Linked DNA regions of Sus scrofa: region 2 is linked to region 1. The links are chromatin contacts, called in public HiChIP or PLAC-seq maps. All regions are on one chromosome and are shown on one strand. The core of a region is the stretch at or near the end of the contact, and the rest is flanking DNA. Distances in the headings are between cores, read along the strand shown. Region 1 holds the start of CALM3 (calmodulin 3). Region 2 holds the start of PRKD2 (serine/threonine-protein kinase D2).

Region 1 (6,643 bases), core at 4,119-6,618:
GCAGAAAGCGAGTGCAAGCACGCGCAGAGGGGAGTGCAGAGGTGGGAGTGACAGCCAGCTCCTGGGCGGCTCCTAAAGTGGGCCAGGAGCTCTGCAGCCCCACAGGGAGGCAGGGAGCTCACCTCCTGAGCCTGACCAGGAGGCGTTGGGACAAACAGCTGGGCTCACCCTGCAGCCACTGATTAAAAGGCCGAGATGAGGAGTTCCCGTCGTGGCGCAGTGGTTAACGAATCCGACTAGGAACCATGAGGTTGCGGGTTCGGTCCCTGCCCTTGCTCAGTGGGTTAACGATCCGGCGTTGCCGTGAGCTGTGGTGTAGGTTGCAGACGCGGCTCGGATCCCGCATTGCTGTGGCTCTGGCGTAGGCCGGTGGCTACAGCTCCGATTCAACCCCTAGCCTGGGAACCTCCATATGCCGTGGGAGCGGCCCAAGAAATAGCAACAATAACAACAACAACAACAACAACAAAAAGACAAAAAAAAAAAAAAAAAAAAAAAAAGGCCGAGATGACCCATGGCCAGGAGAGGCGCACAGCCTCGCCATCTGGTGAGGGCCGGCTTGGGACGGTGGGGTTTGGTGTTACTGGGGCAGTGGTGTGCTCTATGCACACAAGTTTATCTGTCAGATGTTCCTCCTGGCCCGAGTGAGATTTGGCCGGGGATGCAGAGGCTGTCCTGCGCCAGGGGGAGGGGAGTGAGGGAGGGAGGCCAGCTCACCTGCAATCTGCTCCTCAGTCAGCTGGTCAGCCTGGAAAAGCAGGAAGGAGAAAGTTAGTCACGGCTGGGCTGGCCACCCGGCCGCCACAGACACATCTTCCTCTCTCAGCCCGGCCCCCTCTGGCGAGGCCGGTTCCGTTCGGCCTTCCAGGTACCCAGGCAAGGAGGTCATGCCAGAGCCAGGGCCTGGGATCAAGGCCGGCGATTCGGGAGGCTGGGGACAAAGGTGGGCTAGAACCCCAGGCCTGCCTGACGCGGGGCCCGATTAAGTTGCCCAGACCCCAGGGTTTCCAACCCGATCCCATCCTCTGGAGCCACAGTGGGTGGGAAGAAGTGCCGCCCCAGCCCTAAACCACTGGCACTGGCACAGCACGGGTTCACATCTCTGAGCCGTTACTGCCGCTGGGAGCCCCAGAGGCTGAGTGAAGGGAGCAGTTGCCCTAGAGGCCTAATCAGGCAGCTCTAGAAGGCTCCAAACTGAAACAGGCCAGTCCTGGGGCTGGGCAGAGGGAGGATGTCTGGGCTCTTTGCTAGTTTCTGTGTCACCGCTGTAGAGGCACTTGGTCCAAGCACGGTGAACCCAAGTGGCAAAAATTCTCCTAAGCGCTCGCAGAGGCACTTGGAGTGCCTGAGAGCGCCCCATCAGGCGCAGGCAGCCCCCCACTCCCCTGGGCAGGGTAGGTGCAGGGTGCCATCCTGCTGTTTCTTTTGGGCAGGAAGGGCAGTTGTTGGGGAGGGGACTGCAGCAAGCAGGGCGCTGGTGGCAGGGTCTGTAGGACTCAAGTCAGCTTCCCCTGCTGCGCTGCAGTTTTTAACCCTTGCTGGCCCTGGCCACTCTGGGGACTGGCCAGTTGGTGGCAAGCAGCCCTTGCTGCATGCGGGTTTGGGGGTGAGAAGCAGAGACTAGCCTGTCCCGCACTGGTGTGCTGGGAACCAGCCAGGCACAGGGATCCTCTGGGAAGAAGCTGGGAGCAGGGCTCAATCCCAACCTAGCTTTAGGCATCAAAAAAGGAATTTTCCTTGGTTTTTGTGAATGCTGCTAAGAAGGTACCACTCTCCCCACACCACTGCCCTCTTCCTTTATCTCCTTTCACAATTAGGGGAAAGGGCTCCACATCTACAGCAGAGTCTGAGAGCCTCCCAAACTAATGCGTACCATTGTGCATATCTGAATTATTCTATGTAGGGGTTCCAGAGATTCCATGCAAAGCTAAGGACAACCACCTCCCACCCTGTCCCAAATATGAAGACTGATGACATTAGAACTAATCAAAAATGTCCTTTGTCATTTTTTTTTTTTAAATCTAAGGGAAGAGGAACTTGAGCCAAGCCCCAAATAGGCAGAATAGGAGAGGAAATCAAAGTGATGATAAGAGGGGGGAGATGGCTAAGGGAGGGGGAAGCAGGAAGGTAGAGAAGGAAAAATACCACACGTGCACATTCTGGAAAAGTCCAAAGTCTAAAGAGAAGGTTAGGAGGCACAGTGGAGACACTTCTGCACTGCTTTCAAAAAAGACCCAGAGCTGCTGGGCTCCTGAACGCCAACCTTACAGCCCCAGGCCCACAAGCCCCTTGTTCCACTCACTTCTCTTGGCTTCTACAGGCAAAGAGGACTGAGCTGATCCCCTAGGCTCTGACACCCAAGGAAGCTGCTGGGGGAAAGTGCGAAGAGAGGATGGGCTTCTGGTTACCAAGGCCAGGCAATGCCAGGGGAGCAGGGAGAGGCAGAGCAGAGGGGAGAGCAGCAGTCTGGGGAGGAGGGCTGCCGTTCCACCCGCTTCTATCCTCTCCCCTGGCCTAGATGGCAAAAGCCAGTCTACTCAGGGACCTTCGCACCCCACCACACCATGCTCTCTGCAAGAAGCTCACTTCTCCCCACCTTCAGGCAGCACCATCAGGGGTAGGGGCTGGGTGTAAGGAGGTTGGGACAGGTTGCAGAACGCCCCAGAGCGGCTCGGGGCTCTGAAGGCAAAGGCCGGTGTCTGCAGCTCCCTCCCCACCGACAAGCTGGAAGGCGCAGAGGCGGCACTGCCACGTTCCACTCCTTTACAAGGTTGCTGCAAATAGGCGTGGCTCTGCCTGTGGGGCCTGTCACACGCACACTCTCTCTCTCCCTGCTAGGAGACCCTCTCCCCTGCTTGGGGAAGGAGGTCTGAGCTCTGAGCCTGAGATGGCAAAGCACAGCTACTGCCCAGAACATTGACTATCTGAGAAGTGATCCCTGCTGGGGACCACTTCTCAGGGCTTCTTCCCTTTCCAGATCTGAACATTTTCAGCTTTCATCAAAAACTGTCTCGAAAATAACCCAGCTGGTGTCCTGCTTCCTTATCCCACATTTTAGGCTCCAGCAAGGGGCTGGACATGAAAAAAAAAAAAAAATAATAATAACCTTGAGGTGGGGGAGGGAAGAGAGTATTATTTCTCTGCCTTGCCCCAGCCCCCAACCAATGCCAGAGAGCAGTGTTAGATGAGATCAGAAACCAAGGCCAGGGCCTCTCACCCGGGCCAAGGAGGAGCCACAGCGCTCAGGCCAAAGTCCAAGGCCAGTTAACAGCGACTCGTCCCACCCATACCTTGCTGATTACATACGGAAAGAGAAACTAGTCAGGGCCAAAGCTCGGGTCCTATTTGGGAGGTGGGGGACCTCTTGGCACCTGCCAGTGATTCAGGCACCTTTAGCAAGTTTCTGCTCGGGGAAAATGGGGTAGCGGTGAGAGGAGCCATCAGGTCTGTGTCAGCAAGTATGAGATCTGATACACAGCAGCGGCTGCCTGTTCTCCCTGGCCTTGCCAGGGAGGATGGCTGCACCTGGTTCTGAGGCCAGGCCTGGGGGGCTGTGGGTGTTGTGGGTGGCAGAGACTAGAAAAGAACTCGTTCGCTGGTTTTCTCTCAAAGCCCTAGCTGTGTGAATTCACAGAAGCACTCAGTGAGGGCCCTGAACGGAACAAGTGGACCTCAGGCCGATGAAGGGGTCCCTTTGGAGGTTCTCTCTGGTCAAGCTCTGCAGCCCCCACCCCGAGGCCACAGGAACAGGCGTCTGATTGTCACTGACGCCACACTGTACTGCACTGTCATTTGGCACAAGCGAGGAGATGCAGAGCAGTGCGTGGAGCTGGAGACCACGAGAAAACCAACACTCCTGTTTGGAGAAACCAGCTCTCTTGGTCTGAAAGGGCCATCAAGGGGGTGAGGTTCAAGGCTTAAAAAGCTGGCTCATTTGATGCATCCCAAACTTTGATTTCCCCACCCCCATTTCATGCAGCTTCAGTGCGCAATAGAGGCCGGAACAACTCCGCCCACTGGCTCCCACTGCCTGGTGCCCTCTGCCCAGCCCCATCTTATGAGAAGGGGACCCTAGACCCACTCTCTCTGGCCTCTGCAGCCAGCCGCCCCCCATCCAGAATGAGCAGTCTTTGTCCCGGCTTTGCCCTGGAAACTTCCAGGAAGCTACCCACATCCACCTTCAAACCTAGGCCAACCTCAGCTGCCATTCATTTGCTCCAACATGTCTGCGGATCTCCTTCCACCACCCAAATCAAAGTGCTCGCCCACCCCTCACCTTGGAAACCCACCCCCTCGTGAACCCAAACACAACACTCCTCCCCACTCCTCTCCCCCCAAAACCAACCTCCTGTCCTAGTTTACCAGCCTTAACCCACTGGTAACCTCAGAATCTTCCCTGGCTGCCCCCCAACATCAACCACAGGGCCCCCGGACCCCGCACCACTGGCAAGCACGCTATCCCCTTTTAACCACTTCCCGACCCCAATCCTTTCCAGTCCCCATAGACTTCAGAGCATCTTCTAACCTCTGTCGCCACCCACCCTAGGCTCTTCCTCCCCAAGCTTGCACCTCACCCTCCTCCTTCTTCCTCTGCAATGTCTCTGGAGAACCTCCTTCTCTCCCCTCGAGGGTCTGGTCTGCAGGAGTGACCCCCACCTCCCTGGTCCCAGGAGCACCCCTCCCCACCCAGGCCCAGTTATCCACGGCCCCCTTTTGGGGAGCTCCCTAGCAGCCTGGCTTCCTTCCGATCCCCCTTCCCTGCATCCTCTCAGGACCCAAAGCCTTTATCAGGGCACAGATCACCCCCTTCTCTAGCCAACGTTTCTTCCCTCGCTCCCCTGGAATTCAAACACCCCACTTCGGGGACCAAACGCCTCATTCTGGGTCCAGGAGCCCTTCCCATTTGAGGGTCCAGATGCTCCATCCCGGGTTCCAGTGCCCCCCTTGGAGGACTCAGGTGCCCATTCTGGGGTCTAACTACCCCATGCTATACTTCTGGAAGACCCCCAAAGCCCTTGTGGGATCCAAATGTCCCGCTCTGGGTTCCAATGCCCCCGACTGAGGAGCAGAGAGGGGTCCAGAGGCGCTCGCTGGGGCCGAAACGCTCCCCCATTCTGGGTCCGCTCGCGCTCTCAGGGGTCCTGCCCCTCCGTGCCCGCCTCAGAGCCCCCGGCCTCGGCGGCCTCTCAGCCTCACTCACCATGGCGAGGCCCGGGGTGTCCGGAGCGCGGGGGTCAAGGTTCCTCCGGCGGCGGCAGCAGCTGCAGCAGCTCGAGCTCCGCCGCGCGTCCGCGCCTCCACACTCACTGCCCGCAGCGCGCGCCGCCGCCGCCGCCGCCCGCCCCAACGGTCCCTCAACGGCCGCCGCGCGCGCCCCGCCCCGCCCCGCCCGGCCCCGCCCCGCACGCGCGTCGCCGCACTGCGGCTCCCACGGATCCCTCCGCGCCTCCCTCCGCACCACCGGGCCCGCGGATCTCTCGCTCTCGGTTCGCGCAGACCTGTGTTTACGGCCGGCCGCGCGGGCACCCGCGCGGGACTACTTTCCGTCGCCGCGCGCCCCGCCCCCGTGCGGCTTTACTTTTCCCCTCGGCGGAGGGGCACCTTACGGCGGCGCGTGACGCGTCCCTGTGTGAGACGCGCCACTATTGGGCCCGGGTTATGGCGGAAATGAAAGCGCGGTGCCGATTGGTCCGGCCTTCCCTGCAATGCGTCAAATTGGGGCGAGCCACTGTGTGGTGGTGGTGGGGATTCTGAAATGTGTGGCTGCGTGGAGCCGTGAGGTGTAACGAGGCGAAGGGGAAAACTCTGTGACTGTTAGAGAAGCAACTACATAGTCTTTGCAGTCAGAGAGTAGTAAGAGGGCTGGTGGAAGATGCAGAAGCTCTTTCTCGGCTCTCCCCTCTAACAGATGGAAGATGGTGCAATCCAAAATGCTGGCCTGGAAGCTCCGCCCCTAACTGGACCCTCCGAGTTGGCGGGGTCTACAAGGTTCAGCTGGTTACTTAGAACTTCCACCTGTTGGGGCCAGGTGTCTCCACCCTGAGACACACTCTACAGGTGTGCAGAACGCCTGTCCCCCTGATTGGCCCAAGGTCTGTGAAGCTGGGGCCACCCCGGGACGATCTCTGGGAATATGGCATTAATTCAGCCTTCAATTAAGCCTAAATTGAGCGCCTCCTGTAAGGCTGGACCAGTGTACTTGGCTTGGCTGGGGAGCCCAGACTTGCACTGTCTTATTGTGTTGTAGACCACCTGACTCTTGCACTCCTTGTGCCTAGGTTCCAACCATAGGAGGAAAAGAGTGTGAAGGTTAACTGTGACTGTTTCCTGGAGCTCAGAAACAGTTGTGAGCGGTCATTTGATTGAATTGTGGTTAAAAAGGATGTGTGCAGAAGCGATATGTGAAACTTTTGGACATGCCCTTAAGGGGGTGGAGAGCATGCTGTCCTTTCTCTCACCTTGCCTGCTGATGGAACAGCCTGGTAGGCATTAGAGGAGAGACCAATGGGAGCAAACTCACCTAAGATCTGGATGATTTTCTGGAGCAGAGCTCACCTTTTTGTCCCCAGTGCCAAAATTTTATGCAAGAGAGAGAGACTTTTTTTTTTTTTTTTTTCTTTCTAGGGCCACACCTGTGGCATAT
Region 2 (5,771 bases), core at 1,314-3,813, 92 kb before region 1:
CAGGGGCTGCAGAAGCCGCCCGGGGAAGAGCCCTGACTAGCAGATGATGTGATGTGACACTTCAGCTCAAGACTCCTCCTGTCGTGTCCCCCCCACACCCCACCTGGTGCCATGTGTGCTGGATGGTTGGTGGTGGGGCCAGAGTGCTAACGTGCAGCACGGAAGGCCCCCTCTCCCTGGCCCATGCCTGGGCCTCATGGAGCGGGAAGGGAGATCCAGGACCTGCCCGCGTGGACCCCCCTGCCCAGCTGGGAGCTGTCCCAAGGAGGAGGTGCGGGCACCCTGCCAAGTCCACTCCCTTCTCCCTTCCCTGAGGGACCAAGTCGCAGTGGTGGGCTGTGCCCTCAGCAGGAGCCAGCCCCTGTGCTAGGCTCATCCTGAGCCATTTCACTAGGTCCTCACTTCGAAATAGGGAGCAGAGCCTTATGCATGTGTTACAGAGGATGAGAGGCGGGAGTGGGGGCTCAAGGAGCTGGCTGTTGGCCCGGCATGTCGTCGCAATTCCCATCCAGGCCCTTGGGACTCCCTCTGCTTGCTGCTAGGAGGCCTCCACCCCTACCAGCCAGGGGCACCTCCCTGAGCCTCAGTGTCCCCTGTAAATAGGGCATGATTGTAATGCCCATCCGTGTCACACGGCCACACGCCAGTGCCCAGAACAGGGCCTGGCTCCTGTCCAGGGCCCCTGGGAAAAAGAACAGCTGAAGGCCTGGGAACTCACGTTAGTATTTCACTGTGATGGTTGTCCCCCTGCCTGGACAAAGGGTACAGGTGGGCAGATGGCCATCAGATGACACGGAAAGGAACCCAGCTATGGGTGCCATGCAGCCTCGCTCCCCCCTCATTCCTCAGCTCTGTGTAGCTTCCCCAGGTGGTGGTTTAGGTTTTCGCTCCAGCCTTAGACTTCCTTCCCCAGCCCCAGCCAGCCCCCGGATGTGGTGACAGAATCGCTACTGTACCGACCTCAGCTGCCCCCAACAGCCCTTTACTGGGAAAGGGGGCTCATCTTGAGGTCCTCATTCCTAACCAGCCCTGCTGGTCTGGAACCCAAGCAGCGGTGGCCCATCTCCACTGGGATGCCTCTGCAGCTCAACCAGGCCTTGGCCTCGTGAAGAAGCCGTGGGTGGTAGCAACCCGCCTGGTAATCCTGGACATGTCACTTTGCCTCTCAGAGGGTTCAGCTTCCTGTATGTAAACGAAATGGTAGCAACTTTTTTTTTTTTTTTTTTTTTTTTTTTTGCTTTTTAGGGCCGCACCCTCAGCATATGGAAGGTCCCAGTCTAGGAGCTGAACTGGAGCTGCAGCTGCAGGCCTACACCACAGCCACAGCAACTTGGGATCCCAGCTGCATCTGCAACCTATGCCACAGCTCACGGCACCTCTGGATCCTTCACCCACTGAGCGAGGCCGGGGATCAAACTCGCATTCTCATGGATACTAGGCGGGGTTTCCTTCCACTGCGCCACAATGGGAAGGTCCCACCACTCTATTATTAGCTGGGGAGGAGAAATCAAGTCCGAATTGCTCCTAGAGGAGGCATTTTATGACAGCCTGACACAGAGTAGGTAGGGCCTCAATCCATATTTGTGGAATGACTGAATATACCCTTCCATAAACACCCCAGCGCTTCAACGTGCTCACCGGCTTATCTGAGCACTAGAGCCAGAGCCATCATCACTCCACGTCTGCTGTGTTTCGGTCACCCTTCTACTATCTCATTAATCCCCACAAAGACCCTCTGGAGTCAGTCCTAATATTTTCCCATCTGACAGAAAGGCTCAGAGAGCAGAGGCCACCAACCTAAAGTTACACAGGGGAAGACACGTGCACACTTCCCCGTGAGAACAATGGGCTCTCCAGCTACAAAGTGTGGGTGTGATGCTCCCTTGCTGCTATGGCCCTTCCAGCCACCCCCAGGCCTTTCTTTGGCTCTTCACCCTAAGAACTGGGGTGGAGTGGGGAGCTGACAGATGGAAAATATCCCCCTTCTCCACCTGCCCTGTGCCTGACTGCCTGCACAGCCCTGGCTCCTCCTGTTTGCTCCTGGCTCTTTGGCCAAGGTCGCTGGAGAGAGACCAGAGGCAAGAACCTCTGCCCTCAGGAAGCCTCGGTCTTCCCACCTGTGGAATGGACTGGGGCGTGGCGACACTCTGGGAAGAGGGAAGCCCAGCTCGGAGAGCGGGCCGGCTCTGACCCCGTCTCCCACCCTTTCCCCTGCGGTGGGCGCCGGATGCAAGCCCCGCGAGACGGCCCCCTTCCTTAAAGGGCCAGGCGCCTCCTCAGCCCCGGCATCGCGCCCTGTGGTGGTGTGCGGGTGGCTCGCCCCTCCTTCTCTAGGTCAGAGAAAAGCCGACTTTCCCGACCTGAGTGCGTTGGGGGGTAGGAATCAGTGTCGCCTCCGGATCCGCCTCGCCTCCCAGGTCCCCAGACCCGGTCGGGGGCGGGCAGGGGGGGTGCCACCCCCAACTCGGAGGCGCTGAGCCCGCCCTCCTCTTCCGTCCCCGGCCCCTCAGCAGGCTCCGCCCTCTCTGACGTCATCGAACCCAGCGCCGGTTGGCCAACTGCGCCGTCGCTCCGGACACTTCCTCCTGGGCCGCCGCAGCGGAGTTAAACTTTGGAGGGGGAAAAAGAGCCCTGGGCGCCCGGCCACCTTCCTTTGCCCCACCCCCACCCCGCCACCCCACTGCCGCCGGTAACACCCCCTTCTCCGCGGTCCCGACCGAATTTTTCTCCTACTTCCGAAACCCGTGAGATTTTCCCACCTTAGCACCCCGGCCCTCGGAATCCCTTTGCCCATCCCCGGGCCCGCTGTCGGATCCCCGGGATCCACTCGAATCCCGTCTCTGAGGCTCCTGCTCTCCATCCCCAAGGTCTGGTGAATCCCTCGGGCCCCCTTAGATGAGTCCTCTTAGAGCCACTGTGTTGGCTTCCCCTGCTCCCTTTCCAGTTTCTTCTCTCCCCATGGCTCCTTTAGATCCTGAGCTCTTCTGCTCCCCATGACCCCGACCTGCTAGATTTTCTTCTTTGGTTTCTTGGATTCCCCTGGTCGCTGGGTACCCCCAAACCATTAGCTTTCTACTGTCTGATCGTCTGTGATCCCTTGATTCTCGGGCGGGCATCTGATCCACTAGATAGCTTTTCTCTATCTCCCAGGGTCTCACCATCCTCCAGTCCCCTCAACCTGCCAGGTTTCTCTTCTCAGAGCCCCGGGATCCCCGCGGTCTAACCACCAGCTTACAAGATTCCTCGGACCCAGTGACCCGAGCCTCTCTGCCCAGGCTCCTCCAGCCGGATCCCGGGTGGAAGACGGGCGGCTGGTCCCGGGCCTCGCCCTATGGCCGCCGCCCCCTCCCATCCCGCTGGGCTCCCGGGCTCTCCCGGCCCAGGGTCTCCTCTGCCCTCCGGCGGCTTGGAACTGCAGTCGCCGCCACCGCTGCTGCCCCATGTCCCGGCCCCGGGCTCCGGGGTCTCCTTCCACATCCAGATCGGGTTGACCCGCGAGTTCGTGCTGTTGCCCACAGCCTCCGAGTTGGCCCATGTGAAGCAGCTGGCTTGCTCCATCGTGGACCAGAAGGTGAGAGCGTAGTGTTCCCCCCCTCGTCCAGCTCGGGGAGAGGTCTAGAGGAGGGGAGCGCTGGCAGAGGCGACCTGGAGCACAGCGTAGGGGAGGAGGGAGGGGGGGGAGCTAAGCCTTTGGTGAGTGAGGTGTGGGCCTAGGGCTTGGGCCCCCAGGTGTCTCCTCACCTGACTACCCATTTGAGGGAGGCCCCAGGGGTGGGGTGCCCCAGAGGCCTCCCCAAATTGCATGTCCCTGCATGTTGTTGTTTGCAGCAGACAGCAGGGAGGAAGGGATGGGCGGGCCAGGTGTAGAAGCCTAGAGGAAGGGGTGAGGGGGGCGGGGGGGGGGGACACCTCCCTGCCTGGCCAGTCCAGGCCTCCCATTTGGTGGAAAGAGTAGATATTGAAGCCAGGCTGGCCATGGCGATCAGGTGACATGTGTGGGTGTGGGTGCCCGCACTAGCTGCCAGGGCCGAATGAGGTCTCAGAGTCCAGTCTCTGCTCCCGTCCCAGGCCTGAGGTGTGTGCGTGTGTGTGGAGGGGCCTCTTGACAATCCTCAAAGGCTCTGAGGTTTCTGCCCCCTTTCCTGATCAGTGTCCCCACCCCTCCGTTCTGAGATTGGTTTGTTAAAACGGGCCTTCCCCACCACCCACTCTTAGCTTTGGATATCAGGGGTCACCAAGGTGGGAGCCTAGCGGGGCGGGGGGGGGGGTGTCACTGCAAAGGAAAATCCGGTGGGACTCAGTGCTTGAATCCTAGAAAGCTGAAAGTTAGACTGAATAGTGGGCTTCTCTATTGTGGGAATTGTGGACTGTAAAAATGTTAAGATATTAGAGTTCTAAATTGCTGGGATATGCTAGGTAATTGAACTCCTCTGATAGTAAAATGTTCAAACATTAGAACCCGAGGTTGTTGAAATACTAATGCCTTAAAATGTTGGAATATTCTATTTTGTGTTGTTGGAATCCTAGAACATTAAAATGTTAGAATTTTGAAAAAAAAAGTTAGAATTTTGGAATGCTGGGTTGAAACCCTTTAATGCTGAGATATTTTAATATTAGAATCCTAATATCCAAAGGTTCCTAGAACATTAAAATATTAGACTACTGCTAATTTAGGTTGTTAAAATCCTAAAGCATATAATGATAATTTATTGGACTCTAGAATGAGTAATCCTCTACTGTGAGCATATTAGAATCTCCAAATATTCAAATTCTAGAATCTTAGACGCCTCGAAATGAAATCTGGGAGATTCAGAGAAAACCTTAGGCACTAGGCCAAGTCTCCCATTTAACAGACAAGGAAATTGAAGCTCAGAAGAAGACTGCCCAGGCAGTCAAGGCCCAGGGGGTCCTGGCCACCTGCGGCCCCCCTCCCAGCCGCAAGAACAGCGAAATCTTCCTTTGCCATCTGCTTAAACCCCCAAACCATCAGGCCCAGCTCCCACATGCAACTCAGTCTGCTCCTTGGGAAAACAGGCCTGGGGGAGGAGGGCGGGGGATGCAGATTGTCCCCTGGGTGAAATGCTGTGTCCCATGCTCAAATCCTCAGCCTGCCCTCCGGGGCCTCACTCCGGGTTTATTTTCTGCCCTCCCTGTCCAGGTGTCCTAGGGCCCCTTTCCTTCCTTCCCCGGGCTCCACCTGGGCGGTTTCACTTTCTGTTCCACCAGGTTTCATTTCCTGCCCCCCCCCAGCTGGGGGATAGGACACCTGGGTCCTTGGGGCTCTGGGTGGGTGGCACCCTATAGCTCCCTTGAACCCTAGCCTTTCTGCAACCCCCAGCACCCCCAACCTGGAGTCGTAAATCCCCCCCTTTCCAGCTCATCCAGCCCCAGTGCTGGGCCTGGAGCCAGGTAACAGGGACAACAATGGATCCAGGAAGGAAGCTGGGGGGGTAGGGGGAAATAAAGGGCTGCTAATTCAGCCCCCCTCCCCCGCCCCATCTCCAGAAGATTCTCGGTGCCTACCCTCCTTGGAGCCACTGTCCCTCCCACCCCAGTACACTAGCTCGGCCACCAAACTCTGGCTGGCGCTCTCTCCTAGCACACCTGGGGCCCTGGGGCCCTGGCACCCTGCCCGGCTCGAGCTGGGCTTGGGAGGGAACCGGCAGGAAGCGAGGGGCTGCGGGGTCTCTGAGTTTCCGGGGGAAACAGAGGGCCCTGCCCCGGGAGGGTTCTAGACCGCTGCCTGCGGCAGGCAGCTCTGAGCTCTTCCG

What was found. HiChIP or PLAC-seq counts read pairs in DNA pulled down with a chosen protein or histone mark.
Region 2: a contact with region 1 is called in an H3K27ac HiChIP or PLAC-seq map of alveolar macrophages. The contact joins the promoter of PRKD2 here to the promoter of CALM3 in region 1. A contact is called at or near these places in 3 of 47 Hi-C or Micro-C datasets (embryonic fibroblasts, heart right ventricle and liver) and 1 of 2 datasets of contacts at active chromatin or transcription factors (alveolar macrophages).

Annotation. Positions count from the first base shown.
Region 1 is chr6:52,505,704-52,512,346 of Sscrofa11.1, reverse strand. It overlaps CALM3 (calmodulin 3), which reads right to left and starts at 5,368. Exons shown (of 6, transcript NM_001244209.1): 1 at 5,201-5,368; 2 at 718-748. The coding sequence starts at 5,203.
Region 2 is chr6:52,595,936-52,601,706 of Sscrofa11.1, reverse strand. PRKD2 (serine/threonine-protein kinase D2) reads left to right here and starts at 2,563. Exons shown (of 18, transcript XR_002344708.1): 1 at 2,563-3,571.